Linked DNA regions of Mus musculus: region 2 is linked to region 1. The links are chromatin contacts, called in public Hi-C maps. All regions are on one chromosome and are shown on one strand. The core of a region is the stretch at or near the end of the contact, and the rest is flanking DNA. Distances in the headings are between cores, read along the strand shown. Region 1 holds the start of Rpain (RPA interacting protein). Region 2 holds the start of Tsr1 (TSR1 20S rRNA accumulation).

Region 1 (7,453 bases), core at 2,796-5,295:
CCAGTTTATACAATTACAGATGTATTTTGATATTGCCTCTTGTTTGGTCCTTTTACTAATTAATGAAGTAAGGCAACTATAAGGGCAGATGCTATGATGATTATTCTGAAAATAGAAACAGTGATCTGAATAGTAGTAAGCAATTTAAGCGGACTCTCTGTAAGATACAGAGGTAAGGTGGGGTCTGGGCTCCTACCCTCTATCCTTTGCAGTAGACTGTCTCGATTCCCACCTGCCTGGATTTTATTTACTTTTTAATATGTGTATGTGTGCATAAAAATAAGACTGAAAGCTGGGCTATGGACACACTTCTGCAGTCTCAGCACTTTCAGCCTGCAAGTCACAGGTTCACTCCTGTGCTGGAGGAAGCAGGGAAGGGATGTAACTGGCACACTTTGTTACACTAAGTATTAAGTCCCACACATTGTTTTTTTTAAACTTTGAAGTAGCATAAGTATTAATGTAGTTATTTGTCTTCTTTCTGTGATTGAATACCTGGAAGTCTGTCCAACTGCTATCTATACCTTTGAGGGCATGAGTAGTTCATGGTACATTTATGATATCATAGCACAAATTGCAATGACCAGAAAATGGCCCAACATATATAAATGGTGTCTTGTTAACCAGTAGACAATACCATTAATCCATGTGTTTTGGTTCATTTTGTGCATAGTTCTTAAGCTTGTGAACCTAACTCCAAACTTGCAGCTATTTTTGTAAAAATAAGAGAGTGAGATTGTTTCTCTTAATTAAAAATATTCAGGAGTTACAGAGACAAAGTTTGGAGCTGAGACAAAAGGTTGGACCATCTAGAGACTGCCATATCCAGGGATCCATCCCATAATCAGCCTCCAAACGATGACACCATTGCATACACTAGCAAGAGTTTGCTGAAAGGACCCTGATATAGCTGTCTCTTGTGAGACTAGGCCGGGGCCTAGCAAACACAGAAGTGGATGCTCACAGTCAGCTATTGGATGGATCACAGGGCCCCCAATGGAGGAGCTAGAGAAAATACCCAAGGAGCTAAAGGGATCTGCAACCCTATAGGTGGAACAACATTATGAACTAACAAGTACCCCGGAGCTCTTGACTCTAGCTGCATATGTATCAAAAGATGGCCTAGTCGGCCATCACTGGAAAGAGAGGCCCATTGGACATGCAAACTTTATATGCCCCAGTACAGGGGAACACCAGGGCCAAAAAGTGGGAATGGGTGGGTAGGGGAGTTGGGGGGGAGGGTATGGGGGACTTTTGGGATAGCATCGGAAATGTAATTGAGGAAAATACCTAATTAAAAAAAATTTAAAATCCAAAAAAAAAATTAACACAGTATTCTTCAAAAATAACAGCAGGGACTGGGAAGGTGGCTCAGGAGTTTAGAGCACCTGCCGCTTTTGCAGAGGATCCAACATTGGCTCCTAGCAACCTCGTAGCAGCTAAACTCTAACTCCAGTTTAGGAGATTTGACACTCTCTTCTTGCTGTCCAGGCACACAAGCACTGCACTTACTAAATGAAGGCAAACCACTCATACATGTTTAAAAAAGAACGGACAACAATAGTACCACAGGAAGTCAGTGTGCAGGACCATACAAATGCTCAAATGTTTCAATAGTGGCCCCTAAATACATTTCAACCATTTTGGGTCTTAGCAACTTACACAGATAAATACTAAATGAAAATACAACTTACCTACAATTCACAGTTGCTTTTCCACCTTCAAATTCAGAGTCCTTCCCCCACCTCTGAGGTAATTCTAATGCCATAAGTCCTTTACTTCCGATAAGTGCTACATGATGTTGGGTTGGACTCAACAAGACTTGATGGATTTCAAACAAGGGTGGATTAATGCAGAGTAATCTCTGAAAGTAAAACCATTTAGTAAAAATAGTTAATTTTAATATAAATTTATTTCAGAGTTGCTTGAAACCATAATCACGTTTTAAATTTCTAAAGTTATAAATAGCATTCTGAGCATGTACTAACTGTGTCATTAGCTGATTATTCCCCAAGAAATAATCTCTAGGTTCTTGATAGATGACAACACCTAAAAGCACTTGCTGCCCTTGCAAAAGACCTGAGTTTGGTTCCCAGCACCCATATTCTTGGGGCTCATTCATATTCATATTCTCTCTCTCTCTCTCTCTCACCAAACACACACACAAACTGAAAATAAAAACCACAGGGCTACTCTTCCAGAGGACCTGGGTTCAATTCCCAGCCCCCGCACGGTGGCTCTGTAGCATCTGTGTGCACCAGGCACATAGATGTTATATGCAGCACTCATTTGCAGGAAAACATACATACCCAGAAAATTTAAAAACAAAAACTTAAAAAAAAAAAAAAAAAAAGGGAGAAATTACCCCTGATCTTGCGGCCAGGGAACAAAGGCATGTTTTCTGTAGTTCCACACCACAGCTCTGGGTAATACCACAGGTCTTAAACATTCTAAACTTTCCCTGACATAACCCAGTAGGCGCTACTTGAGATTTTTCTTCTGTGTTCCTGGCCTCAAGCAGACTCTTGATACCCAGTAAATACATAAACTCGGAAGTATCAACAGATTACCATCTTATAACTGTACTGTAGAGAAAGGAAGAGCTTCAGGCCAAGTGTAAAGGTTCACGCCTTTATTCCCAGCACCAGATAAGGTGCAGGTGGCTCTGTTTGAGCTCCAGGTCACCCAAGGTCACAGGTAAGGCCCTAGATTACCTTCAAGCGCCTTGCAGCAAGCAGTACTGCTTCATCTACGTGGACTTAATATAAAAGAGTGATAGTTTAAGGGAGTTTCAATAATTTGTCATAGCATCATATAGCCTCAAAAATACTCTCACCCTGGTACTTCCTATTTCTTTTCTCATGACCATTTTAGATTTCTAATTTCTTTTTATTATTCGTAAATAATGATGAGACCATCAATATATTATTTACCTTAGTATGGAGAATTATACTAAGCCAAAAATCCTTTTAAATAAGGATTTCTTTTGAATATAATAATATTTCTAATTGCTTTTAAATCTGTAGGCCCATGTCTTTAAATGCCTGTTGTAGAACTGGGCAGTGGCAGCACATGGCTTAATCCTAGCTCTGATCAGGATCCTCCAGATCTCTGTTAATGAGGTCAGCCTGCTCTACAGAGTGCGTTCCAGAACAACCAGGGCTGTTAACCCTGTCTCAACAAACCCCTCCACCCCCACCGAAGCAAATCACAGATATTACGGAGCTTGTGCATGCTCTAGGTTTATGTCAGGTGCTGGACACACACACAGGCCTAGCCTCTGTTTTGGTGTTTATAAATGACTTAGACCCGTAATCTCAACACTCAGAGACTGGGGCAGGAGTTCCTGGCTAGCCTGGGCTACATAGTGATTCCAGACCAGATTGAGCTACAAAGCGGGGTCATTCCACTCGAAGTGGGGCGTTCCCAAAAGACGCCAGCCCAGGTCCGCCAACGAACCAAAAGGCTGATTGCTTTCACGATGGACCGGCGCACCTGATACTGGGAGAGAGGAGGCTCCACGCCACCACCGCTGGGGCCTCGAAGGCGAACCACCAAGAAGGCGCTGCCTTCTGCGTCCCACAGAAACAGTTCCCCTCCGAGGCCGAAGACCAGGTTTCTCGTCGGCAAATGCGGCGGCAGAGACGGGCACGAGGGTGAAGTCGAAGCCGCTGGCTTCTCCGCTTCGGCTGGACTCTGGTTTCTTACGCCCTCGCGGAGCCGCAAGAACACGACGTGGTTAGGAAGCCAGCTCTGCCACAGCTCCCCATCGCCCAAGGGCCCCACGGCAGCCGCCATCTTGAACTAACAGCTCAGGATTGAGGGGCGGGAGGAAACGAAGCCCGCTGCTGTGCGTAGCCAATCCGCGGCCAGCACTTCACAGCTTCAGCCTATCAAAGTGTAGGAATCTCGAGAAGTTGGCCCAATAAGAAAGAATCGCTAGAGGATAGACAGGGCCGCGGGTTGAAGCCAAGGTGGGCGGGGCGGGGCGGGGCGGAGTGGAGTGTAAGGATCGCTTTGGGGCTGCTGCTGGGCCAGTGAGGGGGTAGCGTTAAGGATGAGAGATGTGTGTCTGATTGTCTACTGGACAACTTCCTCTGGGTAAACCCAGAACTTTCTCTCAAGATTCACCTCCCTCAGCCCGGGTGGTGTTTACTTCTCAACTGTCACTGCTTCATCTATCCTCGGATTCCCCTAAATCTGTCACTGTGAGGGGATAGAAACTAGATACAATTCCAAGAAAGCCCGGCGGCCTGAAGTACAGACAGACTGCGCCGAGACTACAACTTCCAGAATCCTTTGCGCGCGGCTAAGGGGCGGTGATTTGGGCGCTGTTTCCCGCTAAGGGAGGAGATGGCAGAGTCCTCGGGGTCTCCGCACCGCTTGTTGTACAAGCAGGTGGGCTCGCCCCACTGGAAAGAAACTTTCAGGCAGGTGAGTGTGAAGTTTGGGTTGTCATCACTTCCCTAATCTTCCCAAGGACCTCTGTCCTCGGTGTGCTCGCTTCAGCACTGGTTGTGGAGCAGGTGCCCGGTGTGCCTGGCCAGCGAGGTGGATCTCTTGCTATAGGATTGGGTCCCGGCCGCCGCCCGGGCTGTTGGCCGGCGTAGGTGTTATGCTATCCTAGGATTCGACTTTGTTTCATATTTTAAGAGTCATGACAGCAGTAGCAACACCACCACCTAACGTTCGGTTACAGAGGGAAGCACTCCGTATGTATACGTCACGTGAGATAGAAGTTATTTCTCTCCTGAAGAACATCAGACACGGTTAGGAGAGTTGAACTTAAGCTCCGCCTTCTTCCGAACTCAAGTAGTTCCTTCTAAGAAGCAGCTTATCTCCCTGTTCAGCAGTCTCAAAAGGGTGGGTGTATTCCAGAAGAACCACCCAGAAAAACAATCTTCATGCTGAACATGTTGTGTGGAGTAGTGTTTCTCAACAGTGAGTGCTGACGTTTCGAAGGAGAACGTTCTATTATGGGAGGTGGTTCTGTACAATGTAGAACACTTAGATGCAGCAGCCTTGGTCTCTCCACCTACTAAATGGCACCAGTCAGTAGCAGTTCTTCAAGCAGAGCTGTGACAACCACTTGGGAACAAAAACTGTCCCGAGTTGGGGGTGGAGAGATGGCTCAAGAGTCCTTATGTTTCAGTAGCAGACCCGATGGCTGTAACTCCAGTTCCAAGTGGTCTATTGCCATCTTCTGGCCCTGGTGTGCATCAGCACTGGTGTGGTGCACATAAACTCATACAGGCACACACATAGACACAGGAAAAAAAATTAAAAACCCATACCAGGGTTGTAAAGTACTATTTTACAAGAAGACCATTACTATAGCCATTTGTACAATTCCAGGAATTTAGAAGCCATATAAATGTCTGAAGTTAGTCTGTGGATACAGTTCCTGTGTATCCAACTGTCTTCTTATAAGATAAAATATGAAATATAGGAATGTGTGTAATGTAACCCATCTGTGTGTGGAGGACTTGAGGCTATGAAATTTTGCATCTTGAATTTTCTTATATTTTTACTGACTAATTGGAGGGTTTTCTTTTTAGTGGAATTGATGTTTTTCTTCTTAACCAATACTGCCCTCCCTTACCTCCCCAGGGATGTCTGGAGAGAATGAGAAACAGCAGGCACAGGCTCCTGAACAAATATCGCCAGGCTGCAGGTAGCACGCCGGGGACAGCCTCAGACAGACTTCTTGTGCAAGAAGTAATGGAGGAAGAGTGGGCTTCTTTGCAGTCTGTGGAGAATTGTCCGGAGGCCTTGCTTCAGGTCAGTCAAGGATCTCTGTAGCTAGGAGACCACTGACTCCATGAGGAGCGTCTGGTGACCTCTTTGCATCTGTTTGTTTTGGTCCTTTCAGTCTGCTCACTTCCCCAAGCATGATTCTCACCGTCATTTGGCTCAGGGTTTTTACCTTCATTAGAAATATATCCATGGTTCTGCCATACTACATGCATAGTAGGCATGAAGCAACCTTGCAATATAGTAACTTAGGAAACTAAAGGGAAAGAAAATTTCATTATTGCTTTTTCCATCGGAAATTTTGACTTGCTAAGAATGGGCTAGGGACCTCTCTTTAAAAAGGACGTCTACATTCTGACTCTAGTTGATCAGAATGTGGAGCTGTGTGTCGGTAGAAAACCCTTTACAGTGTATCAGGAAAGGTTATGGGTTGGCATCAGGATTTAGGAATTCTAAGTTTAGTTTTACTGACTCACAAATATTACTGTTCCTGTGAGCCTTAGTTTTTACATTGACATAAAATAGAGAAGCTCGCACAAGCATTATGAGAATTGAGTAACAAAACATGAAAACCTCTGAAGCCATCAAAGCTCTGTATAATAATGATTCATTTCCCATAGCGTTATGTGTCCTACACTATGCTAATTGGTTAGCCTAACATCACCACAGGTAGTACTTAGAGTAGGCCTCTCAGGTCAGGCTTAATCCAGCTTTACAAAAGCTAAAACAGCTTTTCAAAGACCAGACTTTATCACACGGCCAGCCTTAGAAGGTCATTTACTTAACTGCTGCCTGATTTTGTCTCCCTTAAATTTGGTACTGTTGTACTTTGATCATTTGTTGTTAGTTCAGCTTGGCCAAATTACCAAACTGTCAGCAAATTCAGCATGTGGACCAGGCCAATTTTATCCAGTAAATCTGTGATCTTTGAGTTACAAATCCTCATGAGACATGTGGCCAGTTAATACTTCATGTGGAGTGGGAAAACACCACTTTCTCTCTGCTCTGTCTCTGTTTATGTCTTGCTCAGGGATTAAACCCAGGCTCTTGCATGCTAGGCAAGTGCTGCTCTACTGAGCCACACCCCTGCCCTCTGCTTTCTTGTAGTTGGAATTGCCACTGGACCTAGCTGTGCTGCAGGACATCGAGCAGGAGCTGTGTAATGAAGGTAATCCCAGGGCAGAGTCTTCCCTACCTATGAGACCGACCCTAATGCTGGCCTTTGCCTGGCTCAGGATTAGGTTTGCTGTTTTAGGTTGTTTCCGTGTTAGGGATTAAAGCTCCTGCCTCTTGCTGCCATGTTAAGCTGAACACTGTGGCTTGTGCCTGTAGTAGAAGCTACTTGTGACTTAGTGTAGGAAGGTGGCCTTTCAGGAAGATGCCTGAGCCCCGTAGTTTCTGGCTAGCCAGGGTAGCACAGAGAAACCTGCCTCTCTGAGAAAAAAAGTTTACAGTAAACTTGTCACTTTGCGTCCATGGGCAGATCTTTACATAGATTTATCCATCCTTTATTGATTGCCTGAAATCTTGTGAGCATCTGCTTCTTGAGGTTTTCATAGCTCTGTGTAGAGTACAGTTCTGCATCTCATTTTTTGTTCTGTTTTGTTTTTTTGTTTTTTGTTTTTTTCAAGACAGGTTTTCTCTGTATAGCCCTGGCTGTCCTGGAACTCACTCTGTAGACCAGGCTGGTCTCGAACTC
Region 2 (7,453 bases), core at 3,599-6,098, 3.9 Mb after region 1:
TGCGCGCACATGCGCACGCACACACATACACACACACACACACACACACACACACACACACACACACACCATGTGCATCCCCCCACCCCCATTAAAGTTAAAAGAAGGGTTCAAGGCCAAGGCCAGTCTAGGCTACACAGCAAATACAAGGCTAGTTTGGACTAGGCCGCTCTGTCTTAAACAACAAATGAAATAGAATATAGAACCTGTTTGCCCAAGTACCTTGTTTTATTATCCCCCCCCCCCAGTCTCCACTTTTTCTGAGAGTACTCAAGCACCCACTATCTTTTTTTCCCTTCTTTTTTTTTTTTTTTTTTTTTTTTGGTTTTTTGAGACAGGGTTTCTCTGTAGCCCTGGCTGGCTGTCCTGGAACTCACTCTGTAGACCAGGCTGGCCTCAAACTCAGAAATCCGCCTGCCTCTGCCTCCTGAGTGCTGGGATTAAAGGTGTGCACCACCACGCCCGGCCTTTTTCTTTTTGTAGTGGTAGCTGAACTAAGGGCCTTGTGCATGCTGGGCCAGAAAGCAAAACTATTTTTCTATTTTTTTTTTTCAGACCTTTTTGTTATCGTTGTTTTGAGGCAGGGTCTCACAATGTAGCCTTGGTTGGTCTAGAACTCACTATCTAGACAAGGCTAGTCTGGAACTCAGAGATCTGCCTCCCTCTGCCTCTTGATTGCTGTGTTCAAAGGCATGAGCCACCAAGACCTCTTCTATTTTTTGAGATAGGATTTTACTAAATTCCCTAAGATGACCTGGAATTTACTCTATAACCCATTCATTCCTCTTACGTCTGCTTTCTGAGGTGCTGAGAGTATAGGCCTATGCCGCCAGGCCCAACCTCTGGTTTCTTATGTTAGTTTTGCACTTAAAAAAAGAATTAATGGAATAACAGTAAAGGGGTGTTTTGTGAGTTGTTTCTTTTGCTTGCTTGACTGATTGTGAGATTTGTTTCTGTTGTGTCTGTTGGGAATGTAGATTGTTCATTCCCAATTGCGTGACAATACCACAATTAACTGGCATTTAGGGCCTTTCCAGCTTGGGGTTGTTATGAATCATATGAACATCTGGACATATCTTCTGGTGAACATATGTGCTGGCTTTCAAAAATTTATATTTCTAGGCAAGGAATTTCTGATGCACATATTCTGCTTTAGTGTCTAGTAATACTGCCAAAATGTTCTCCAAGTGGCTATAGCAATTTGCACTTCCATCAACAGAACGAGGTTCTAGTTGCTCTTAACACTTGTGCCAGATTCCATGGGGGAATCTGCCAGGAGGCAGATAATACCAGTGGGAGTCAGAGATGGCTTTCCTCAACCCCAGTATAAAATCCTACAGAATAAGCCACGAGCAGAGACAGTCCTTACCTTTTAAAGGATTTATTTATCTTTATTTTATGTGAATGGATATTTTTGTTGCATGGATGTCTGTGCACGACATTTATGGGATACCTGCAGAAGCAAGAAAAGCACACTGGCTCCCTTGGAACTAGAGCTAACAGTTGTTAGCTGTCATGTGACTTCTGGGAATCAGACTTGGAAGAGCAGCCAGAGCAGGCTCTCCAGTGCTTTCTCTTTTATTTTTTGAAATTAGGCATTTGCTCCACATTAACCTTTGGCTGTCATCCTTTGGACAGGATGCAGTGTCCTGATGACACCTTGGCTCCCAGTCAGTTTTGTCTTCTTTCACCTAATTACCTATTTATTTACTTTCAAGGTCCGTCTAATTATATAACGCTGGTTGGCCTGGGTATCGTAGGGACCCAGAGGGATTAAACATATACACCACCACACCAGGCCAAGGTCATCTCTTAACATGAAGAGTGGCAGAGCACCTAAGGGCTAGGGAGGAAGGACCTGGAAGGTTCTCCCTGCTGGAAGGAAGGGCTCATGGTTAGTGGTTAGGTAAATGAAGATCCGATTGGATCGATTCTTGCACTCCAAGCTGTTAAAAGCTTCCTCGATTACTTCCCAGGGAGTCTTTGCAGGAACCCACAGCTAAGGATCAACAGGATGTATCTGAAGCAGCTGGAGAGGTGGGGAGGACCTACTTATGATTTTAGGATTAGTCCAGAGGTCCTCTGTGAGGAGAGTCTTGCCTCTAGTTCTCAACTGTCTCTTATAGCATTTTCTGTAAACCAAGCACTAAAAGGGGAGCTAGGTGGAGTTCAGAGCAGGTCAGCCTTTGCCAGGCAGATACATCATTGCAGCACAAATTCAGTTTTCCAAGGAACCATTCTTGAAACAGAGTCTTTGAATAGTGGGAAGAAAATCATGTTCTCAAAAGTATTTCCTTACATACCCAATCAATGATCAAATCTGGGTCTTAAATAACGTTAACAACATGCCCATAGTTCCTATTCGCCTGGCCTAAGAAACCCTCACTTGGCCACTTCACAGCAAAAGCACAGTGAAGCTGTTCATGCAAGCTGGAAAGGTGATGTCAAGAAGGAAGGGAACAGTTAGGGCACACGAGCCAGGTCAGGGTTAATGCAGAGAGTCCAGAGTCTTCTCAAACCACCGTCAAACTCCAAGGGTGCATGAAAAAATATGATACATTTATGTATGTGAGAGAAACAGTATTATCCTATTTTAAAAAGAAACTAGGAAACCAAGACTTGAGTTTAAGTAACTTTACTCAAGTTCACAAGTAAAGCTCAAGTAAGTCTGGACAACTCAAGACTATCTCACCAAACCTCAGTTTCCAGGATCAGCAGCTATATTTATTAGAGTGCCTACCAGTGTGCCAGGCTCTGGAAACAAAACAGTGAACAAGCAGACAGGTTTTTTGTTTTGTTTTGTTTTGTTTTTGCCTTCCATAGTTCACACCTGGTAGACCCAGCTAGAGAGGCAGGCTGAGGAGGGAGGCCTCACTCATCTCATCTACACTGCAGGCTCTTTCACAAGCTGGTGAGTCATTCGTATGAGCAGCCCCCCCCTCCCAACCCCCGAAATTGAAATGAGCTTCTAAGCAGCGTCAAGGTAAAGGGAATTAGTGGAGAGAAACTCTTGTTTCTGAAGGATTTCCCTCAAAAGGGCAAAAATAATCTGAGTCTTAAAAACCATTCTTAAAAATACCCGAGTTCCTGGGTAAGGAGGTGGGCGTGGAGGGAGAAACGGTGAGGTGTGCAGCGAACCCTCTGCTAGCCACGACTCACTTGCCAGGGGAACACAAGAGGGCGGTGTGTTGGACACCCGAGGGCGAAGCCCCTGGAACTGTGGCTCGCAGCCTCCAGGAGGCCCGTGGGGACCCCGCCCCCTCCCCGGGCAGTACCCGCAATGAATGGGCAACTCGGGTTCTCCAGCAATCGCCGCCACCCCTCCCCCGATCGCGGTCTCCCCGCGCTGCTGCCGTCACTGGGCGGGGAACGGGAGCACCGTGGAGCAAACAAGCCCCAGGGCGCAAGCCTGACCCTGGCCGAGGGCGCTGCCCGGGACATGCAGAGAGGGGCGTGGGGCGCGGCCCGCCCAGGACCCCGCCCCCGCCTGGCACGGTGGGCTGGCAGCCGCGCGCGTGGGTGCCTCCACCTCTCTGCTCCCGAGCCAGCGCGGGAGGGGTGCGAGCCCCTTGAGACCTTGCCCCGGACCGTACCTCCTTCTTCACGTTCCACAGCAGCTTTTCTTTGACCGCGTCCTCTGCGCTGCCCATGGTGCGGCAGGTGGCGGGCAGGTGGCACCGAGTGGCCCCCCGAGCCCCCGGTGCGCCCTCACCGCCTCCGCGCCTCCCGACTCAGCGCCCCACACGCGAGGCGGAGTCCCCGCCCGCTGCGCTCCCCGCCTGCAGCCGCCGCAGCCACTGCCCGGTGCTCAGCTCCGCAGCCATCTTCCGAGCCCCGCAGACGTCAGGCAGCAGGCCCGGCCCCTTCCCACTGCCGGCAGGGAGGGGGTGTGTGCGCCGCAACTGGGGAGGTGGGGGGGGGGGTCAAGGGCGGGTGCGGACGCCTGGGGGCGTCGGGGCCGGGCGCGCGCCGCAGGGACGGTTGTCATGGCGACTGGCCGGCTCCCGCCCCGAGGGCGCGAACCCGCATTGTGAGCGCTGGGAAGTCAGCCGCTCCGGCCTGCGCCGCGCAGCGGGCGGACTTTGGGAATGTGCTTGTGTCTGGGCAAACCTCAACCACCGTGACCGCTCCCGACTTCTGGCCCCTGGGAGAGGAGCTATACGGAGCCAGGGTCTCGGCTCTGCGTCACTGTGGTTCGAACCTGGTCCTGTCACTCCTCCGGATCCTGTGGAGTGTTCATATATTACTTGCAGCTCAGTCGCAAAGCTTGCAGGAGGAAAGCAAGGACCCGACTGTGAGCTCCTAAGAACAGGTGCCCGAGCGCAAGGGGAAGTCTTCGCCCTCCTCCGGGTCGCCGACATCCGCTTTGGTTCATCTTGCAGATTTGTGGGAAGAGGGGGGCGCGAGTTGGAATAAGAGACATTCCAGAGCCGGTGACACGAGCCCCTTCTAAGTGCTTCGCGTTGGAAATTAGAGTAATAGAGGAAAGGAAAGGCCACTCAGGTACAAATGTCACCCCTTTGTACAGTTCACTGGGACCGCAGAGAGCGGCGTGCAATAGTCTACGTGAAAAGACTTTTATTTCTTCCCACGTGATGCAACTGAAGCGTGCAAAAATGGAAAGATGGGCGCAAAATTGACCTCCTAATCCAGAGCCGGAGCCGGGAGACTCCTGCCGGCATCCTCCATCTCTCAGCAGAGGACTGCAGCGTGGGAAAAGGCACCACGACGTCTCTGCGGACACTCAGGGCGCTGCGCTTGCAGGCTGGCGGCAAAAAACCTCGCGAGAGGTCGCGGAAGTGCTAAGCCTGAAGTCCGTCCCCAGGGCCGGAAACGCTCGGGTCCGCCCGGAAGTAGAGTTCACTTGGTGCACACGTGGACTGCAGAATGGCGGCTCACCGCTCCGGGCCGCTGAAGCAGCAGAATAAAGCTCATAAAGGCGGGCGGCATCACGGCGGTGGGTCCGCACAACGGGACAGCAAAGGTGAGTAGACAGGAGGGAGAGGGGCTGCTTAGCCGGTACCCGTGCCCACACCGAGACTAGACTTGGGACCCTTGCCCAAGGCTCTTAAGCGGCGCAGGAAGGTTCTTGTTGGTTGATTTGACTGAGAGGAGAAGAGCAGCCACTTCCGATCTGCCTTCCAGGCCGGGTAGGACCGAAAATCCTCTGCAAGAAGCTGAAGAGGCAGCTCAGCCGAATAGACCAGAGGCATCGCGCCAGCCAGCTCCGAAAGCAAAAGAGGGAGTCGGTGAGTAGAAGCGGGGGTGGGGAAGCTTATGGTTTGAGATTGGTAAAGTCTCAAACTAGAAAATGGGACACGGAAATGGGCCGAAAACGGAGGTAAACCCAGAGTACCTTCAGGCAGTGTTCATTTTAGAACGAGGCCCTGCCAAACTCCTTGACAGCACATCCATACACGTGGCTTTTTACGAGAGAATGCTTGGTCCTTCCTCATCTTTATTTATACGGGCTTGCTCTTTTGCAAATCATGATTATTTTAAACAAAGGGTCTCACTGTGTAGCCCAGGCTGGCCTAGAACTCAGATCCTCCTACCTCTGCCTTCTGAGTGTTAAGTTAAAAGGCTTGGGCCACCACACCTGGCTCCTCTGATGTTTTCTTTTTTCTTTTCTTTTTTTTTTTTTTTGGGGGGGGGTGGTGGTGTTTCCGAGACAGGGTTTCTCTGTGTAGCCCTGGCTGTCCCGGAACTCACTCTGTAGACCAGGCTGGCCTCAAACTCAGAAATGAGTGCTGGGATTAAAGGCGTGCGCCAGCTCCGCCCGGCCTGCTCTGATCTTTTCTAATGTTTTACGTTACATAAAATTACCTTGGTACTTTTACAAAGCAACAGAAAGGGGAGTAGTTCTGCCCTGGGGTTACAGCACCTGTATATTTGAAGATAGAATAGTGAAGCAAATGATTGAGGTATTCTTGGATCTTTGTGTTGCTAGGTTCTGGCCGAGAAGAGGCAGCTGGGCAGCAAGGATGGTCCTCCACATCAGGTGCTGGTGGTGCCTCTGCACAGCAGGATTTCCCTTCCAGAGGCATTTAAACTGCTTCAGAATGAAGACTTGGGAACGGTGTATTTGAGTGAACGGGGAAGCACCCAGAGTTTTATGCTTCTGTGCCCTAGCTTGAAACATCGATGGTTTTTCACATATGCAAGACCAGGTTAGAGTGTCCGATACTTTTCTCTCATTGTGTTTAAGTAGTTGTCTCTCTTGAATATAGTGTGCTAACTATCTTTTTTTTTTTTTTATGGTGTCTTTTGTATACAGGGGATCTGCATACTCTGTTAGACATGGCTAAAGTCGCTGATACCATTCTGTTCCTCCTGGACCCACTAGAAGGCTGGGACAGTACGGGGGATTATTGCCTGTCTTGCCTTTTTGCTCAGGGCCTTCCCACCTATAGTAAGTGTGCTGTATTGGATACCAGCAAAGAAAACAGCTCTGGTCTAGTCATGCAGGCACAGTGTTTAAGATTAAGTTTAGGAGTAAATCAATGGGTTGTATTCTGCTGGTGTGGGCTATACTTGGTAAACATTTTCATATATTTTACTCTTTTTATTTATTTATTTATTTGAGACAACAAGAGTTTCTTTTGGGCGGCCCTGACTATCCTAGAACTGGTCCTGTAGACCAGATTGGCCCTGATCTTTCAGGGATCCGCCCGCCCCCGTCTTCTGTGCACCGCCCAGTTGGTTTTATATTATTAAAGTGAGTTTTTCTTCCTGGGCTGTCGTGTGCCCGGTGGGGGAATAGAAAGTTAACACTCACGGTGACATTTCGTTGTTGGCTCAGTGTTGCGTTTCCCAGTGATCTCTGGGACCACGGCAGAGCTGACCGCTGGGTTGTCTGGGAACTGGAAAGGATTTTCAAGTGGTCAAACAATGACTTCCTGCGCTCTTCTCTCCTTTCAGCACTAGCTGTCCAGGGCCTTTCTGGCTTCCCACCAAAGAAACAAATAGATGCCCGAAAGAAGCTAAGTAAAATGGTGGAGAAACGCTTCCCTGAAGACAAACTTCTGCTCCTAGACACGCAGCAGGAATCAGGAATGCTACTTAGACAGTTGGCTAACCAGAAGCAACGGCATCTTGCTTTTCGGGATCGGCGAGCTTACTTGTTTGCCCATGTTGCTGACTTCGTGCCTAGTGAGGAGAGTGACTTAGTGGGCACCTTGAAAATCTCAGGCTATGTTCGTGGGAGGACTCTGAATGTAAATAGCTTGCTGCATATCGTTGGACACGGTGATTTCCAAATGAATCAAATAGATGCTCCTGTGGATCCGTTCCCTTTAAATCCTAGAGTGATTAAATCCCAGAAGAAACCAAACATGGCAATGGAGGTAAGATTGGGGTTTTCATTTCTGGGAGTCGAACCCCGGCCAAGCCAGCCCTCCACTACTTGCCTACATTTCTTGCCCGCGATTGTTTTCAACTTTTTTACTGAATT

The links. A called contact is a pair of places that touch in the nucleus more often than the background predicts.
Region 2: a contact with region 1 is called in a Hi-C map of B cells, with 6 read pairs. The contact joins the promoter of Tsr1 here to the promoter of Rpain in region 1. A contact is called at or near these places in 1 of 39 promoter capture datasets (cranial neural crest) and 1 of 484 Hi-C or Micro-C datasets (B cells).

What each region holds. Positions count from the first base shown.
Region 1 is chr11:70,966,154-70,973,606 of GRCm38.p6, forward strand. It overlaps Rpain (RPA interacting protein), which reads left to right and starts at 4,046. Exons shown (of 7, transcript NM_027186.3): 1 at 4,046-4,434; 2 at 5,611-5,781; 3 at 6,862-6,922. The coding sequence starts at 4,354. Nup88 (nucleoporin 88) reads right to left here and starts at 3,820. Exons shown (of 17, transcript NM_172394.3): 1 at 3,496-3,820; 2 at 1,695-1,864. The coding sequence starts at 3,798.
Region 2 is chr11:74,893,232-74,900,684 of GRCm38.p6, forward strand. Tsr1 (TSR1 20S rRNA accumulation) reads left to right here and starts at 4,849. Exons shown (of 15, transcript NM_177325.3): 1 at 4,849-4,984; 2 at 5,146-5,249; 3 at 5,951-6,170; 4 at 6,278-6,412; 5 at 6,922-7,346. The coding sequence starts at 4,888. Sgsm2 (small G protein signaling modulator 2) reads right to left here and starts at 3,838. Exons shown (of 23, transcript NM_197943.3): 1 at 3,594-3,838. The coding sequence starts at 3,650.